2 separate regions of the Mus musculus genome follow, and region 2 is linked to region 1. A link is a contact called in public HiChIP or PLAC-seq data. All regions are on one chromosome and are shown on one strand. The core of a region is the stretch at or near the end of the contact, and the rest is flanking DNA. Distances in the headings are between cores, read along the strand shown.

Region 1 (3,715 bases), core at 638-3,137:
TTTCCAGGGCAGAGATTTCCAGGGCGAGGACTGGTGGGATTTCAATCCCTGAGCTTGGTGAGCTCATGGATTGGTGGGTTTTCCTGTTCAGGCATTGGTGGGTTTTCTTGGCCCTTTTATCCTACACATGAGCCCTGGTCTGAGCCCGTGTTGGCCATCGGACTTTTTTCCTTCTGTGTGGGCTGGTGCAGGTTAGGAGGCGTCGGAGGAGTCTTAGGACGACAAGAACCATGTCTGATGTTACAGCCTTGGAGAGCCAATGAAGAGCCGGTCTTGCCTCTCCTGGACAGGACAAAGAAGGACAAAAGGAAATCTTCTAAGGGCTGAGTGCTGGCCTCTAGAAGACTTGAGTGTGTTTTATGCTGAGAATTACATCCCAAAATGACCACAAAGTTCTGGCTCATCTGTCTCTCTCCACTCTTTAAACTCAACCCCCTGACCTGTCTCTAAATCACAGAGATTTGAGCTCACTTCAGCCAGGATGCCTTTGTATTTCTCACTGCTGAAACAGGTCCCAAGACAATGCAACTACAGCCTTGATGGACAATAAACACACCTTGGGTTAGTGTTCTATGGTGAGATTTCACACCTGATCTGGGGGCTGGAGAATAAAGACTGGGTCAATCTAGGACCTTAGAGGAAATGAAAAATGAAGGAAGGGGAGGAGGAAGGAGGAGGAGGAAGAGAAGGAGGAGGAGAAGAGGAAGAAGAGAAAGGAGGAGGAGGAAGAGAAAGAAGGAGGAGGGAGAGGAGAATAAGAAGGAGAAGGAAAAAAGAAGAAGGAGGGAGAGGAGGAGGACAAAGAGGGGAGGAGGAGGAAAAGGAGGGGAAAAGTGGGCTGTGAGATTCTCCTGGTCCACAATACCACTGAAAGCAAGTGGCAAAGTCAGCTGTAAGGACACTTTGATGACAGACAGTGGGGTGAGGTCAGTGGTGAAACTCAAGCCCACAGCAGAATCTCTGTTCCCCATTTCACAGGAGTGGGTCTGCCTCAGCATTCCTACCTCAATCTAGTCAGTTAGAAGCTGGAGAGAACCAAGAAGAGGTGTGTCCTCAGAGCCAGCCCAGCTGTGGCTTCTGAACGCAGCCCCGGGCTGTCGGTAAGTTAGGCTCCCCCATGGAAGATCTGAGAGGTCACATTCATGGTTCATGGCTACCAAAAAGCCAGGCCCCTGCTCCTGGGAGATGGCTCTTCAAAGCATCTGGGGCTGTGACGAATCTTCACTGTCAACGTAAGGTTTGTAGTCGCCATGGAAACACGCCTTTGGGTGTTTCCAGAAAGGTTTAACTGAGGAAGTAAGACTCTTCTCCCAAGCCCCAGCTCTCCCACCCCCTACCCCAGCCCTGACCATGAACAGCGGCATCCCATGGGCCGCGGTCACGACGGAATAAGAATGGATGATGAACAACAAGCCTCATCTTTCTGTGCTTCCTGGCGGCAGATGCAAGGCAACCAGTCTTCTCACACTTGGACTGCTGTGGCTCCCTCCCCACTAGGAAAGCATACCCTTAAACCAGCAGCCAAAATACACCCACAACTCAGGCAGTGGCCAACACCTTCCCACCCTTGCTCGGCGCCCTCACCTAAAGATGCTAAAGATGAGCTGCTTTTGGCCACTAGTCAGCATCCCCATGACCTTGAAAGTGGTGTCGCCTGGAAGGAAGGCTATGGGCTTATTCCTGTAGAGACAATGGCTGGAGATACCTTCTAATCTGACCCTTCACATCTCAGCCACAATTAATGTTCCATGAGAGGAATGTATCTGTACTCCATGGGTCTCAATAGCTCTCAGCACTAGCCTGTGGCCCCACCCTGATCCTCCCAACCGAGCTCCACCCTTGCCCGCTCCTCTCCTTCCACTCCTGCTTCTCCACAGACACACTGCTGCTGCTGCTGCTGCTGCTGCTGCTGTAACTCACTGCTTGCATAATGTGTGTCTACACTGGTGGTGAATCTCTGACTGGAGAAGCTCCAGATTAATAATCTATTATTCATGCTAGCCACAGTCTCTGCACAGACAGCGTCAAAGAAAAGAAAAGCTACTTGTGGCGGAGAAGGGAAGGGAGAAGTCTGCTTAAGACCCAGCAGGGCCTGAGAGACGCGTTGTCTGAAGACAGAGTAGGACGGATCCTGAGTGGGAGTCACCAACCTAGCAGGGCCCCCTCAGGGTGTCTCCAGGGAGTGTGTTTGCTTTGCTTCCTGTGATCCAAGGTCATTAGCAGAAGGAAGAGGGACAGAAAGAACTTGGAGCTGTTGAAGCTCCAGGAAATTCGGTGTGGGGGTGAGTCACGTGGGCCTTGGACTTGTGACATTAAATGAACTCAGAAATGAAGAGCTGCTTAGCTCTGAGAGAACAGAAGAACATACTGTTTTCCACACAATCTGAGAAGCAAGGATGCCCTGTCCTCAGGGAGTCTCAGTCTGAGCAGACACAGCCCCATCCTCAGGGAGCCTCAGGATATATAAAAAGCCACCAACTGTTCCCAGGGACTTCCAGACTGAGGAGACACACCCTTTCCTCAAGAAGGTCCAGTCTGAAGACACACAGTCAGTCATCAGGAAAGCAAAGCTCAGCCTAAGGACACACAGTCAGTCCTCAGCAAAATCCAGTCTGAAGATACAGTCTGTCCTTAGGATGGCCCAGTCTGAGGACACACAGTCAGTCCTCAGGAAGGTCCAGTCTGATGACACACAGTCAGTCCTCAGGAAAGTCCAGTCTGAGAACACACAGTCAGTCCTCAGGAAGACCCAGTCTGAGGGCACACAGTCAGTCCTCAGGAAAGTCCAGTCTGAGGACACACAGTCAGTCCTCGGGAAGGACCAGTCTGAGGACACACAATCAGTCCTCAGCAAAGTCCAGTCTGAAGACACAGTCTGTCCTTAGGATGGCCCAGTCTGAGGACACACAGTCAGTCCTCAGGAAGGTCCAGTCTGAGGGCACACAGTCAGTCCTTAGGAAGGTCCAGTCAACTGAAAAGGGCTCCTTAAAACTCTACAGTTCCCCTCAAACTCTGAAAGCACATTTTTCTGTGCACAACAGTTTGAAAGTGTTCGTTATTATCCAATATATGGTGGAAGGCGAGGGTGAAGAGATGTAACCAATGTCTAGACTGTTCCTCCTCAATTTCAGTGGGAAAATATTACAGAGTCATTTGTAAGAATTACGTTTTCACTTAGTAGAAAATAGTGCTGTACTTTTCCGCTGAACTCAGCAAACAGAACCTATCCATTCAGTTCCTGCCCCGCTCAAAAATCTAAAATGTGAGCAAAAGGAGAAATAAATAGAGATAATTATTAACTCTAAGAAAATTAAAAATAGTCTAAGAAAGAAAATGTTTTCATACACAGCTCTTTCACAACAGAACTTATTAAAACATAAATGCTAATTAAAATATACTTATTTTTACTCCAAACATGAACCGAAACTATCTTGGGAGGTTTGTAGGGAGGGTGACTTGCTACAGCGCTGTGGCGGGGGCTCATATAAGATCTTAGTGTTCCAAGTCGGTAGTGTTGGTAAACCAACGAATAATGTCTCCAAGCAATACTGCAGAGGAAGAAGCGGGATCGTGGCTCAGTTAGCAGCGTGCTTACCTAGCGTACACAAAGCCCAGGAGTCCGGCCCCCAGCACCTTGTAAACTAGGTACAGTGGCACACAGCAGGTATCTCAGCCCTGAGAGGGCAGAGGCAGAAAGATCAGAAGTTCAAGGTCA
Region 2 (3,715 bases), core at 870-3,369, 1.1 Mb before region 1:
AAAAAAAGGCACGTGACTGGAGAATAAGTGTGTACCCAGGAACAGAGGTGTGGGCTGCGCAGGGAGGAGCCTCAGAACGTGAGCGGTGTCACATGTGGGTACCCTGTCCTCAAGAGAGGAGCACAGCCGACTGGCTTAGCATTAGCCATTTAAACCTTTCTGCGGCTCTGCAGTTATATCTCAAAAGATTGCTTGGAAATCACCGGAGCCTTTCCCTTCCTTTCTCCTCTGAGAAATGGGGATTATGGGATGGGTGAAGTGATAGTCGGATAAGGTGATAGCAGAGCCACTAGGGCTGCACAAGGGGTTTAGGACATGTCCTTTCCCTGTTTCTGTGAGAGTCCTAGGCATCGGGAGACTTATCTGGGAGGAGAGAGGCTGTAAGTGGTGGCTAACTGTTCTGGAGTCCTTGCCGTTCTGCTGGTAAGCCACATCCAACGGATTCTGGGGTGAGGACTTCTTTCCTCTGTTGTGTCCCTAACTTTTTTCCAGGTTTCAATCTTGTTTCAATTTAGTCCCTGCTGCGACCTGGACAGGAAGTGTCCATCCCCCTCAGAGATGTTCATGGCTGTCAGCTTTGGGGAAGAGACTGGATCCTGAGGGATCTGCCCTCATTCTCTGATGGATTCCCCATTTGATGGCATTATTAATAGACAGACGGTAGAGATCAGGAAGTGGGTCCAAGATGGAGGAAGTAGGTTACCAGCAGAGGCGGGAAGGGCATGGCTTTGGCTTCTAGTGTCTGTCTGTCTGTCTGTCTGTCTCTGCTTCCCAATCCTTCCTTGAGGCAAGCCCACATTGTCTCTCCTCAGTTCAGAGCAATTGGCTCCAGCTGACCTCAGTCTGTGAAACCTCTGAAAACATGGGACAGGATAAACCTTTCTTCGGTCAAGCTGTTTTGTCACAGCAAGGGAAAACTGAGACATGAGGCCTTTCTGTGGTCAGAGGAGGGCGCTATCATCCTCATCTTAAGAGATGTGAGCCGAGGTGGAGAGGGATTACAAAGCGGAGCCCTATGCTATCACACCTGGGAGGCCTCCATTGTGCTCCCAGCCGTCCTGACCCACTGACTGGCTCCTGGCTGCTGGTACCGAAGGCACCTTATCCCTTGACTGTACGGGTCCCCTGCATGGTCTCTGATGACCACTGCATGCTTGTGGATGCACGATCCACATCCAGTACCTTGCTGCCTGCAGTGTGCTCCTTGCCCACGACTCCTGGCTGCAGGATCTCCACATCCCTCTTGTGGAGGAGCACAGGAAGGTTGCCGTTTGCTCCCGGTCTCTCTAGGCTATCCTGCAATATGCTCTGCCATATGGACTTGGAGAGCCTCTGATCTTACGTTGGGATGCTCCACTGAAGAGTGTTGTCAGAGGTGAAAGGGGCTTGACATGTCAGAACCTTCATTTTATAGCTGGGCGACACTCAGGTAGGGAGGTGGGCCAGGGTGACAGACACGTGAGAGATAGCTTAGTAAGTCCACTGTCATCTCTCCAAGCCCTCGATCAGGCCCACAGCTTGCTTTCCCACATATGAGTTTGGCTAGTTGCCTAATGCCAACCGTCTGCTCTCCCACCTGACATGATGATGAGGCCTCTTTACCCTGGGGCTGTCTCCACAGGCTCAGGACTGTGAATCGGATAGACAGGAAGGAAAGCCAGAGTGTGTGGCTCCCAGCCCCCCCGCCCCTCACACCTCCGTGCTCATCCCCTAGCTGTCTAAAGTGTCTCTGTGGCACCCTAGAGGGGGAACGGGAGACTGGAGCTCCTCTTTGCTGGGGCTGATGTGGGGTACTGCAGGACCAGAGATGACCACAAGGTGGCAGACTCTGCACACGCTTCTTGAGTGAATGGCTGCCATAGTTTTGGGGTTTCTAGAGGAACCAGGAGGAAGCTGGGGAAAGCCTGGAATATGGAAAGAGGGGTTTCTTCCCACAGGTGCTACCTTCACAGCAGGTTAAGGGCAGTTTAGAAGCAGTAGTGGACCTGTGGGAATAAGCCACTGGCTGTCAAACGGCCCTCTCACGTGATGGACTCCCAGTTTAGCTTTCTTTAGCTGCCAGGGAATGTTCAGGGTGCCACATTGCTTAGGTCCAGGACCGAATAGTGGAGTGTGAGAGGTGAGCCAGACAACAGGGCGGAGGGATGTGACCACCAGGAAGAGAGCGGCAACCAGGGGCTCCTGTAGAGCTCAGCTGCCTGGTCTATCCTCTCAGGCGACTCAGGCAGGAGGATGGCACCCTGTGAAGTGTGGAGGGAAAGCACTCCCAGTTCCCGAGCTGCCCCCCACTCTGGGATACCACAGTTCAGATCTTCCTGCCTCTGTTTCCCAAGTGCTGGGGTTAAAGGTGTGCGCCACCAAGCCCAGCCCTACTAATTAACTATTAGTTACCATTAGTAAACATTGCACATTTAAGTGTCCTGGGTATATTTTGGGACAAGTTTCTTGTAACGTGTGCACTTTGCAAATATCCTCTGTTTTGTACATCCTTCTTTTTCTTTTTCTTTTCTTTCTTTCTTTTTTTTTTCTTTTTTGGTTTTTCGAGACAGGGTTTCTCTGTATAGCCCTGGCTGTCCTGGAACTCACTTTGTAGACCAGGCTGGCCTCGAACTCAGAAATCTGCCTGCCTCTGCCTCCCGAGTGCTGGGATTAAAGGCGTGCACCACCACGCCGGAGTCCTTTTATTTTTATTTCGTTGGTTCTTTATTTATTTGTGAGTGCGTGTTTGTCTGAGTGTATGCACACGTTTGTTTAAGGATGCCTGTGGAAGTCAGAAGATGGCATTGGATCCTGTGAAACTAGAGTTGCTGGTGTTTGTGAACAACCCAAAGTGGGTGCTGGGATCTGTGCCTGCAGCACAGAGCAGGGTGGCTTTTAACTGTCTAGCCATCTCTCCAGCCTAGTGGCATCTCTTAAGAATTTAATAAAGTTCCATTTACTGTCTTTTTCGTTTCTGAATTTACTGAATTTATTTTTAAAACATCCAGGCATCCCAACAAAACGCAGTTGTTTCTCTGTGGTGAGAGGTGGGCACTGTTTCCTGCAGCACAGTGCCACGGAAGCGTGGGCACTACAGCCTGGCATGATCTGGGAGGCCTGGGCGAATGTCAACCAGAACAATTTTTTTTAGGTAAGATTTTTTTTTAAATTAAAATATTAATTTTTCATTATGTATGTGTGTGTGTGTGCCCACAGAAGCCAGACCTGTGGGGTTTGCCTTTTCCTCTGGAGCTGGAGCTACCAGTGGGGTTGTGAAAGACCTGGGCTGGCTGCTTGGAACCAGACTCAGGACCTCTGCAAAGGCAGCGAGTGCTCTTAGCGGCTGAGCCATCTCTCCAGCCCCAAGAGTCTGGATTTGTAAAGACAGTTTCCGGAGACTTGCAAACGCAGCACAGACAGTCCCCAGGATGCCCTGCCCATTTCTGCAGCTGCTGCCCTCACCCAGCCAGCCCTGAACTCAAGGCCGCACACCTGAATGTGGCAGCTCTGAAGTTTTCCTTCTTTTGGCTGCAGCATAGTACCCAGGGCTCCACATTATCTGGAGCTGTCAAGTCGTCTTTGCCTCAGCTTGGCTTCAGGATGCTCAGACTTCCTGCCACTTTTGAGCTGTACCGGACAGGTATTTTGTAGAATGTCCCTTGCTGAGATTTGTGTGACATTTCCCTCAGGCTTCTACAGGCACTGTCTGACACCTTTTAAAAAAGTGTGTGTGTGC

The links. HiChIP or PLAC-seq counts read pairs in DNA pulled down with a chosen protein or histone mark.
Region 2: an H3K27ac HiChIP or PLAC-seq map of embryonic stem cells shows a contact between it and region 1, with 5 times the contacts expected there. The contact joins two enhancer-like sites. A contact is called at or near these places in 1 of 115 datasets of contacts at active chromatin or transcription factors (embryonic stem cells) and 1 of 9 other capture datasets (embryonic stem cells).

Annotation. Positions count from the first base shown.
Region 1 is chr17:48,815,308-48,819,022 of GRCm38.p6, reverse strand. No RefSeq gene overlaps it. Among named protein-coding and RNA genes, the nearest start is that of Lrfn2, 120 kb to the left of the region's middle. Within about 2 kb of position 1,887, at least 36 of the 459 cell types and tissues checked have an H3K27ac peak or open chromatin away from gene starts, as enhancers often do. A contact at or near this core is called in embryonic stem cells, where this site is marked.
Region 2 is chr17:49,897,100-49,900,814 of GRCm38.p6, reverse strand. The region is part of intron 19 of Kif6 (kinesin family member 6); the gene reads right to left. Among named protein-coding and RNA genes, the nearest start is that of Gm16555, 77 kb to the right of the region's middle. Within about 2 kb of position 2,119, at least 13 of the 459 cell types and tissues checked have an H3K27ac peak or open chromatin away from gene starts, as enhancers often do. A contact at or near this core is called in embryonic stem cells, where this site is marked.